Linked DNA regions of Mus musculus: region 2 is linked to region 1. A link is a contact called in public HiChIP or PLAC-seq data. All regions are on one chromosome and are shown on one strand. The core of a region is the stretch at or near the end of the contact, and the rest is flanking DNA. Distances in the headings are between cores, read along the strand shown.

Region 1 (5,250 bases), core at 1,708-4,207:
GGCTGTCTTATTTCTTGGCCTCCAGGGTGCTGTCAACTTTAATATTCTGTGTGTGTGTGTGTCTGTGTGTGTGTGTGTCTGTGTGTGTGTGTCTTGCTATGTCACCTAGGCTGACATTGAATTGGCCATCCTCCTGTCTCTGCCTCCTAGGTTGGAGGATCACAGGTGTGCATGCTACACCCAGCTCCCCTTTGAGATTTCAAAAGTCATGTATACAAACTTAAAAAAAAAAATGCCTCCATGTCCCAGCAACTACTCCCATGGTATACTGCTGACACTTGTGTCTACTGGCAAGGTGTCTTAGTGCTTGCCTCTATCCTCTCTGGAGAAGCTGTGAGCTAGAGATGGCTCTATAGTTAAAAGCACTTGTTCTTGTTTGTTTGTTTATTTCAAGACAGGGTTTCTCTGTATAGTCCTGGCTGTCCTGGAACTCACTTTGTAGACCAGGCTGGCCTCAAACTCAGAAATCCGCCTGCCTCTGCCTCCCGAGTGCCACTTGTTCTTGCACAGGTTCTGGGTTTGGCTCCTAGCAACCAGATAGCGCCTTCCAGGAAACCTGACATCCTCTTTGACCTTTGCAGGCACCAGGAATGCATATGGTACACATAGGCATGCATGTAAGCTAACTATCAGATGCATAAATAAATTATTTTAAAGATATATTTATTTTATGTATATGAGTATACTGTAGCTGTCTTCAGACACACCGGAAGAGGGCATCAGATCCCATTACGGATGGTTGTGAACCACCATGTGGTTGCTGGGAATTGAACTCAGGACCTCTGAAAGAGCAGTCTTATCCACTGAGCCATCTCTCTAGCCCACCCCGTCCCCTTTTTTTTAAAAAAGAAATGCCATATTTTGTCTGGTTCTAGATCAGCCAGGGCTCCTGTTTCAAAAAACAAACAAACAAACTAAACAGAATATCCTATTTTATGTATTTATTATTTAATACAAAATGAGGTGATAGAAGCCACCTGAGGGCCAGGCCTGTCGCTATTGTGGGGGCAAGGGACAGGCTGGGCTTCCTACCAAGAGAAAACTGAAATGCTTGCCAGCCCTGTATCAAGCTTTCTGTCAAGCCCATAGTATGTTTGGTTTGTGCTATTCCTTTGAACTGTGAATGACACCCTGGTGTGAGGTTGAATTAATGTCTTCAGAGCATTGGGGAGATCTGAGGAGAAGGTATCACAGGAGACAATTTGTCATGGTGAACTGCTGTGGAACAGCTGGATTGAGCAGCATAGGCTTACAGAGCTCTGGCTGCCAAGATGGGAGGAGAGGAGGGTGCTGCAGCTGATTGGTTGCCTGGGGATTTCTCAGCCAAGGTCTCAGGAATGGTGACACTGTGTTCCATATGTGTTTACCTCTTCTGCTGGCACTCCCTGGAGCCCAGATCACAGCCCATCACATCGGAAGTTTCTTCCTGTCTTGTCCTGCCCAAAAGAACAGCTTCACCCCCAGGAGCTACTACAGCCAGCAGTGACTTGGCTGCAGGACCTGGCCACTGACCATCTTTTTCAGACTGATATTTTTACTCCTTGTCATTGAAGTTGTCAGCTGATTGCATGAGCCCCAAAGCCTCTGCCCAAAGCCTTGATCCAGACACCCCTGATAGACTGTCTCAAATTGTTAGCTCTCCAGCTGGGAAGTCAGAAAAACATCACTCCTGTTCCTTTGTGTGTGCCCCACATTGCCACCTTTCTGTTCACATACCCTGCTTGCTTTTTTTCAAGGTCCTGGGTTATGTTGCACGGTGCTCAGGTAAATAAGACAGTCCACTTGTGCTCTGCCCTGTGCCTCTGTGTTCTGTGCCATGACATCGGCTCATTCTCTCTTGGTTTCTGCTGCATATATCAGTATGGGGAGAGCAAGGTTTCTGAGTTTTCTTCTAGGGCTCTTTGGAAGTAGGCAGCTTTCTTTGTCTTGAAACATGCCAACGGCAGGCACACAGGTTTTCAGCATCATACTTGATGGATTCTATTAGGAAGCCAGTCCATTCACAGGCAGAGACAAAAGCCACTGCTGTCGCCCAGGCATCTGCTTCTTCTTGTCACAACACTGTCCCTGAGACCAGATGGTTCTGTCTGCCTTCTGACACCATGGACAGGTCTTGCTTATATCTAGTCTGTAATGGTTATTCCTGGTTGTCAAGTTGTCTATATCTGGAATGAGCTACCGTCCAGAATTGGAGGGCTCACATGTGATCCAGATCATGAGGCTGGAAGACACAAGTTTCTGACCTGGATCTTGGCATGAAGATCTTGAATGGATCTGAAAGCCCACTAGATCTTAGGCCCAGATAGGGTAGTACACACCTTTATCTTTTTATTTTTTTAAAAGATTTATTTATTATTATACATAGGTACAGTGTAACTGACTTGAGACGCATCAGAAGAGAGCATCAGATTTCATTACAGGTGGCTGTGAGCCACCATGTGGTTGCTGGGATTTGAACTCAGGATCTTCTGAAGAGCAGTCAGTGCTTACAGGCTGAGCCATCTCACCAGCCCAATACATACCTTTAATCTCAGGAGACTAAGGCAAGATCTCTGAGTTCAAGGTCAGCCTGGGACAAAATTTGTTCTGGATCCAGGTATGGTGGTACACACCTTTAATCTGGGCCACACCTTCTGCTGGAGACCTACATAAGGACATTGGAAAGAAAAATTCGTTCTTCTTCGTTTGCTTGCATTTACTTCCAGCACATCTCTTGCAGTCTACTTCTACAGAAGACCAGCTGAAACAACTAGCCTCGTAGGACTGAGCAACTACTAGATTCTTGGACTTCCCATTTACAGCTGACCATTGTTGGGGTAGTTGAACTACAGACTGTAAGTCATCATAAGAAATTCCCTTTATGAAGACATTCCATAAGTTCGGTGATCCTAGAGAACCCTGACTAATAGACGAGTCACTGACAAAAAAGACGGTGATGTTTGCTCTCTTGGCTGCTATCTGCTTGTTGCTGCTCCCAGGCAGGGACTTGTTATTTGCCATTGTGTGCTGCTCCAGGGCAGGGCAGTAGATCGAGTGCTTGTAAGCAACCTTAGGCATGTATGATGCTGTGGTTCCATCTCCAGCACCACACGAACATAAGGTTTTGAAGCTATGGACCTCCTTACTGTGTTGCTTCTTGGTCTACTGGCACACTGGCATGGCTAATAGGGATAGTGTTATTTTTGGACTTAGAACCACAGCATTTGTCCCAACAAGCCAAGTTCCACCACTGTCCTCAATAAACTAATTAAAAGATTCAAATGAAAGGTTTGGAGAAATGGCTTAGCTGTTAAAAGCTCTTGCTGTTCTCACAGAGGATCCAGGTTCTGTTCCCAGCACCTACATGATAGCTCACAACTATCCATAGACATACATGATGTACACAGACATATATACAGACACTTATACTAATAAATTAATAAGATTCTTATACATAAAATAAATAAATTTTAAAAAATTAAAGACCTAAGTTAATAGTGAAAAGCAGTAAAAGGTTTCTGCTTTGCGGCCACACTGGGAAGAAGGACAGAGGCCGAGTAGCTTGCCCATCCCATGCTTACCCATAAGGCCTGTTCCATCAGGTGCTCTGAGACAGATGTAGGTGATCCGTGTCCTTGAAGGCACTGGCAGGGGAAGCTGTAATATTGTGTAGTTGTCCTTGTGTTAGTAATCTTTAGAGAAGGGCCTCCGAACGCAGCGGATCAGTGAATAAGGTTATGATTTAGGAAACGAATCCTAGCATTCCGCCTTATCTCAGGGCTGCCACATGCACATGCCTTAACAGTTTAGGGAAGGTGCTCGGTAGCCTGTAAAGCCTGGCTGATCCCCTCCACAGGGGCAGCCTCTCAGCTCTAACATTCATTGCAGGGTCCCTAACAATGAGGGTCCCTAACAGTTTAAAGAGAAGGAAGGAAGTGTTACTAAGCAGTCCAGCAAGGACACTAAGCCTGTCTGACCAGGCTAGTCTCTCTCGTGAGGTCATCTGACACGGTGACTGTTTCCCTGGGTTGTCCCTGGGCTTTCGTCCAGCTGGAGATCCCTGGGAGAATTCAGTTCCTTGGGTGCCTTGTTTTGTTTGTTTGTTTGTTTGTTTTGTTTTGTTTTTAAAGATTTATTTGTTTGTTTGTTTGTTTATTATATGTAAGTACACTGTAGCTGTCTTCAGATACTTCAGAAGAGGGCATCAGATTCTGTTACGGATGGTTGTGAGCCACCATGTGGTTGCTGGGATTTGAACTCAGGACCTTCGGAAGAGCGGTCGGCACTCTTAACCACTGAGCCATCTCACCAGCTCCCGGGTGCCTTGTTTTTAACCACTGAGAGAGTCAGAATGGGGGCACAAGTGTTTAATTAACGTGTCCTCATTTCTCCCAGACACTGCAGCATCGATGATCCAGCTAGGCTTCTAGAAGATACCTTTTTTAAGCTAAGGTCTCCTGTATTCCAGGATGACCTTAAACTGAAAAATGGCTGAAGATAACCTTGACCTTCTGATCTTCCTGTCTTATCTCCCAAGTGGTAGAGTTCTGTATATAGACTACCATGCGAGTACAGAACGACTCTGTTAGTTTAGTTCTCACTGCTGCAGTACAGCAAAACAGGTTTCAATTTTCTTTGTTTTTCTTTTCCTCCTCCTCCTCCTCCTCCTCCTCCTCCTCTTCCTCTTCCTCCTCCCTTTTCCTCTTCTAAGATATTGAACATACATAAGATGTGGTGCCGACTCTGGCAAGCCCCCATCTTCCACTGGCTGCATCATCCAGAAGATGGCAGTATCAGGAGCACGTGCTTTCAGCTCTTGTAATGAGTCGCTTCTTCAAAAGCCCACAAGCAAGCAAGCCCTCCTTAGGCCTTATCAAAGCCAGCATCCTCATTTACCTAAGGGCCTCCCTCTAGACCTACATTCTTTTAATTTATTATTTATTTTTATGTGTATGAGTGTTTTGCCTGCATGTATGTATGTGTGCCACATGCATGTAGTGCTCTCAAATGCTAGATGAGGGCGTTACTGTACATGTTACATACAGTCTGAGCTGTCATGTGAGTTCTGGGTCTCAAACCCAGGTCCTCTGGAAGACCACCCAGTGCCTTTAACCACTGAGCCATCTCTCCAGCCCCCTCTCCAGCCAAACTCTTTTAGCACCCAGCACCACTTAGCACCATTGCCCCATGGGGTTGGTGAGGCTGAGTTTGAGATGTAGCCAAACCATAGCATCTATGAATAGCCAGGAAAGAAACCGGCTCTCTAGACAC
Region 2 (5,250 bases), core at 1,943-4,442, 370 kb before region 1:
GAAAGCCTTTCCTGATTTTTTTTTAGTCTGGAACTCATGGAAATGGAATTTCTGAATACAAATGGCCACCAAGTGATCAGGGTTAGTCTTAAGCCTTTGACTTCATGATGGCATCAAAGCAATATAAACATTCAGTATAAAGCATAGTTTAATATTCATTCTGTCTTAGTTAGGGTTTTACTGCTGTGAACAGACACCATGACCAAGACAACTCTTATAAAGGACAACATATATTTGGGGCTGGCTTACAGGCTCAGAGGTTTAGCCCAGTATCATCAAGGTGGGAGCATGGCAGCATCCAGGCAGGCATGGTACAAGAGGAGCTGAGAGTTCTACATCTTCATCTGAAGGATGCTAGTGGAAGACTGACTTCCAGACAGCTAGAATGAGGGTCTTAACCCACATTCACAGTGACACACCTATTCTAACAAGGCCACACCTCCTAATAGTCCCTGGGCCAAGCGTATACAAACCATCACACATTCCTTCCTTTCTAACTAATTTTGTTTTTATTTCTTTATTTGTGTGTGTTCTTTTCCAACAGTTCCAAAGGTGAGTGCGTGCTGGGAATCATGAACAGTGCATGCTCTTAAACACTGATCCCTCTCCCCAACCCCTCATTTAGTTTTGAAAACAGATAGCTTCTCAGCCTTTTGGCTAAGATCAAGTGTAGTTTTGAGAACAGAATCTAATGTAGTCCAGGCCAGTATCTAACGTTCGCACTTGTTATGTAGCCAAGGAGGACCTTGAACTTCTAATTCCCCTGTGTCCTTCTCCCAGTGTTAGGATTACAGGTGTGTACCACCATGCCAGCTCAACTTTTCAATTAGGATCTTTTGCTGATCTAGCAATGTGGGACACAGCAAGCAAAGCCCCGAATGCCAACATCAGGAGGGACTAGAAGCAACAAAAGTTTCCCGAGTGTGAGCTGGGTGACAGACAGCAAATGAGTACCACCTTTTTCTTCTCCATAGCACTTACTGATGGCAAAGTGAGGCATGGTCAGCCATGCCCCTCAAATGTCACACTGCCTGCTCCTCATATCCTCACCCACCTTGAACATCCAATGAACAGCCTGTCCCCGAGACTGTACACATTTTAGATGGAGCTATGTGGCAACCCAAAGTGCTGTCTAGACTGCCTGGTATGTGGCCAATCCCCAAACTGGCAAGAGAGTGCTGTGGACGGCAGTGCTCATCACTGGGCCATTGCAGGTATATGTATATATACACGCAAACAAATAATGCCTATAGTCCCAGTACCCGGGAAACACAGTCAGGAGGGTTGTGAATTTGAAGCCAGCCTGGCCTGCATAGCATGACCTCATGTGCAGGAAGAAAGAAGAAGGTCAGGGGATTGGGGGGTATAACTTTGAGAGAGACCACAGTCATATAACTTCCATTACAGTTTATTATTACTATTGTTCTAGTTTATTGCTAGCTATTGCTGTTAGGTTTTACTGAGTCCAATTTCTAAATTAAACTTTGTCATAACATGTATGAGAAGTGGTCTCTCTAGGGCCTGTGCATCTGAGGCTGTGGTCTCCCCTGGGTTCTTGGGAGTCAGAGCAGCAGGCTCTGTGCTCCTTCCCCCCTCACCACTATAGGAAGAGAAGACAGAGCTGGGCCAAGGCCCTTTTCAGATGCTTACATTCATGACTGAAATCCAAGCTCTGCCAAGGCTTTCAGTGCAAAACCACTCCTGCTTCCCCCATTTATCCCTCCTGAACATTGAGGCATCAAGCATAGGGAGTAGTTTAGTAACTGAATTTCCACTTGGTTTAAGCTATGCTTTTATGCATGCCCTTCTACTAATACATTTGACACCCTGACACCCTTGCCTGCACATACTATGCATGCATACCCTACTGCAAACAATGCACCTAGCAACCTGTTAGTAGCTGAGGACCCTTGTCTGCACTGAGCTATACACACATTCCACTTCAATAAGAAGTTTAACCCAGGCAGTGACCCGAGGCCCTTGGGCATCCTCACTTGACAGTGTTGACTTTATAATCTGTGTTATTACTTTGCTTTGGATAAAGTATTCTTGCTACTTTGCAACCTGCATGCATCTTATTTTCATTCTTGAATAAGATGCCAAGAACCTGGGACCACCAGGCCCAGACACAGGGAGCTCTACTCTGCTCTTCTCCTTTCCACCCAGCTCCACACAAACCTCCACCCTGTAGGCCAAGAAGACTCATTACTGGGCTATCCCCAAAGATGGCCCTGGAACTAGTTAAGCCCCCAGGGACACCTAGGATTCAGGTGCGCTGGAGGAAGAAAGTCAGCCGCTGAACCCAGCCTCATGCTTAGCTGCAGGGAATCAGATCTCCTGGGTTGTTTGCCCAGCTTGTCACTGTCCCCACTTCCACCCCAGACCTTCTCCATCAGCAGGAAGTTTCCTGCCTCAAATACAGTCCTCTACCAGCTCATCTGCACAGCACTCACCACTCTATGCTAAAGTGTCAGATTCCCGGCAGGGCAGCTTTTACACAACTGACTCAGCTAAAAATGAATTATGTCTTAATGGGTCATGGTGGTTCATGCCTGTAACTCCAGAACATAGGAAGCTGCAGCAAAAAGATAAATATGAATCCAAAGCCAGAGGGGCTACACAGTGAGGCCATCCCAGGAAAAGAACACAACAACAAAAGAAACAGAAATATAGGTCAGCCTACAAATAAGGGCCTGACTCTGAATTGTAAGTAAAATAAATAAGAGAATAATAAAAATAAAATAAAATAAAGCCATCCGTTGCGGCACATGCCTGTGTTCCCAGCACTCAGCAAGCTGAGCAAAATGATCAAAACCTCAAGGCAAGCCTGAGGATAAGACGGCCGGCCCCTCTCAGTAAACAGGTTCTGAGTGTGCTCTCACTGTGTTACCTCCAGCTGTGAGCAATACAACTGGTGTGGTTACAAGAGATCAGGGTACACTCACACAGAGGGAAGACCCATGTGAACACAGAAAGACGGCCATCAACCAGGCCTCAGGAGCAGCTGATCTTGCCCAAATTTACCTCAGGCTTCCAGTGTGCAGAACTGGGAGAAAATAAATGTGTGTCATTCCCACGGGGCAGTCTGTCATACTGGCATGTTGGTTATGGCGGTCCTGGAAGCTAACACCCACCCCAGTCTTCATTCTCCAGATATGAGACCATGAGTCACTTGCTAACCCCATTAGCAGTATGTCACTGTCATGTGACTGTGAAACTCTGTTGGCAAGTGGTCCGGAGCCCTGAGCTCTGCATCCGGTCCTAAATGGGTGTGTTTCTTGTTGAAATGGCACTTGTAGTCCTCTGTTTCCCAGAGTCCTTGGCAACAGCCCAAATTATATTCGAAATAGGAAAAGGCAGTTTGATTTAAAGACTCAATCTTTTCAGGCGTCACCTTGATTTATGAGAAGCTGGCATTAAACAGTTGAATAACAGTGGCCTGTCACTCACCTGTGTGTGGCTGAGAGGCCAATAAACCACACATCCATCTCCATTGTGATGGCATGAGTCCACCCCACCCTTCTCCGAAGCTAAGACGTGTCATGTTGTTCCAAATGTCCTTTTGCTAAGTGTGTTAAGTGGATCCAAAAAATGAGCGTGTGTATTTTCTTTTCTAAGGAAATTCTTGTATATTATTTTAACTCAAAACATTTCTTATACACAATGACTAATCAGAGATTTAAAAAAAAAAAATCAAGGCTTTGTCCCGCCAGCACAGCTGGGAGTCTGCTGCCTTCAATGTGGCCCTCCTTAACTGCCAGTCGGAGCAGGTGGGGTGCACTGTTCCCCTGAATTCAGGCCAGGCAGAAGTAGCCATTTCCCCAGGTTTCAGAAGGAAGCCCTGCTTGAGGCCATTCCTGTTTTGTCTTCCTGGGATTCAAAGATAATTTCTAAGCCTTTCCCTGACTCCAGGTTGAAACTCCGGGTGGGCATGGGGCTTCGAAAGCCAAGCAGCGCAGAGCTCCCGAGGAAGCGTTCTACAAGGAATGACCTCATGAGAGGAGAACTAATATTTGCTTCCTAATTTCCCAGGGGAAGGCTAATCTTTGGAAGCACAGAGCCTCTGGAGGCCAATAAACTTGAGGGCAGAAGAAGCAAGATTGTTCTATTGTTGCCTCTGTGAAATGGAGTTTGTTTTTCTTACTGTTCTTTTTCCCTTCAGGAAAGCTCTGCCTCAGCAGCCCCTACAGTTTCTCCTCAAACCCCTGGTTCTGGCTTTCCCCCCATTGTTCTCCCTGCCTTCTTAATCTCTGCCATCTCTGTCAAGTTCAATGCCAGCCTGTTTCATGTGCTCCTTCCCGTTCTGCCTAGGTAGTGACTCGCCACACTTGCCTCTGTGCCGTGTTCCCATCGGGCTAGTGACCAGCCACACGCTGGTGAGCCTGGGGTCAGCCTCGGGTGCTAGTGGGACTGCAGGCAGATGGCATCCCACACATGCGTGGTCAAGGAACACCTCCCACCTGTTTGACTTCAAGAGTCCCACTTGTTACACGAACCATGGAAACCAGAGACAAGATCCACAGACAGACAGAGCAGCCCAAGTGCGACCTACTAGACAGAAGTGCTAACCCCATAGAAAAGTTAGGCAGCTCTCCAGCGGAGAGGGTGTTTATGCACAGGAGAGTGAAGGGGTGTCCCCTGTGGTATGTGTTCCCTTCTCCAGAGAGCCAGCCCCTCAGCAGGTGGAGGCTGCAGGTTCCCAGAGCGGGTGAGGTGACCTCCCTTCCTGCTTATCAAGGCTGGGGAGGTTTTCATTCTGCAGCAGAGGATAATGGTTGAGATTGTGCCCAGTTCTGAAGCTTAAATCCCAGAAATAGGGTAGAGCAGGTGGCCAGGCCCCACAATGCTCACAGCTCAGAACCCCACACTAAGCCTTCACCCCGCCTCTGTGCCACCAACACCCCTGTCCAAGCTCTGTATGTCTCTGCACCTCCCAAGACCTGCAGACACTCTCCTATGCTCACAGAACTGTAGAAGCGAATTTCTCAGAATCACATTTTCATACAGAAACTTTTACTGATTTCCAGCAATTATGGTTATCAACCATCTTCCTTCCTTCCTTCCTTCCTTTCTTTTTGTTGTTGACAACAGAAAAAAAAATCATATGAAATAAAATATACACCCAAAAGAGCTAAGGGTCTGGGGCAGGAGGGAACGCATAGGAGCACCAAGCAATCCCCAGAGGAGGGCGGTGCCTCTCGACCCCTGCCCCTCTGCAAAGGAAGGGAACGCCTTATAAGCCTGAATCAG

What was found. HiChIP or PLAC-seq counts read pairs in DNA pulled down with a chosen protein or histone mark.
Region 2: a contact with region 1 is called in an HNF4G HiChIP or PLAC-seq map of pancreatic cancer cells. The contact joins two enhancer-like sites. A contact is called at or near these places in 1 of 39 promoter capture datasets (cranial neural crest), 1 of 115 datasets of contacts at active chromatin or transcription factors (pancreatic cancer cells) and 1 of 9 other capture datasets (pancreatic islet).

What each region holds. Positions count from the first base shown.
Region 1 is chr16:18,336,193-18,341,442 of GRCm38.p6, reverse strand. All of the region lies in intron 1 of Tango2 (transport and golgi organization 2), which reads left to right. Among named protein-coding and RNA genes, the nearest start is that of Tango2, 5.1 kb to the left of the region's middle. Within about 2 kb of position 2,957, at least 10 of the 459 cell types and tissues checked have an H3K27ac peak or open chromatin away from gene starts, as enhancers often do. A contact at or near this core is called in pancreatic cancer cells, where this site is marked.
Region 2 is chr16:18,703,468-18,708,717 of GRCm38.p6, reverse strand. The region is part of intron 1 of Gm41429 (a long non-coding RNA gene); the gene reads right to left. Among named protein-coding and RNA genes, the nearest start is that of Gm41429, 9.4 kb to the right of the region's middle. Within about 2 kb of position 3,192, at least 63 of the 459 cell types and tissues checked have an H3K27ac peak or open chromatin away from gene starts, as enhancers often do. A contact at or near this core is called in pancreatic cancer cells, where this site is marked.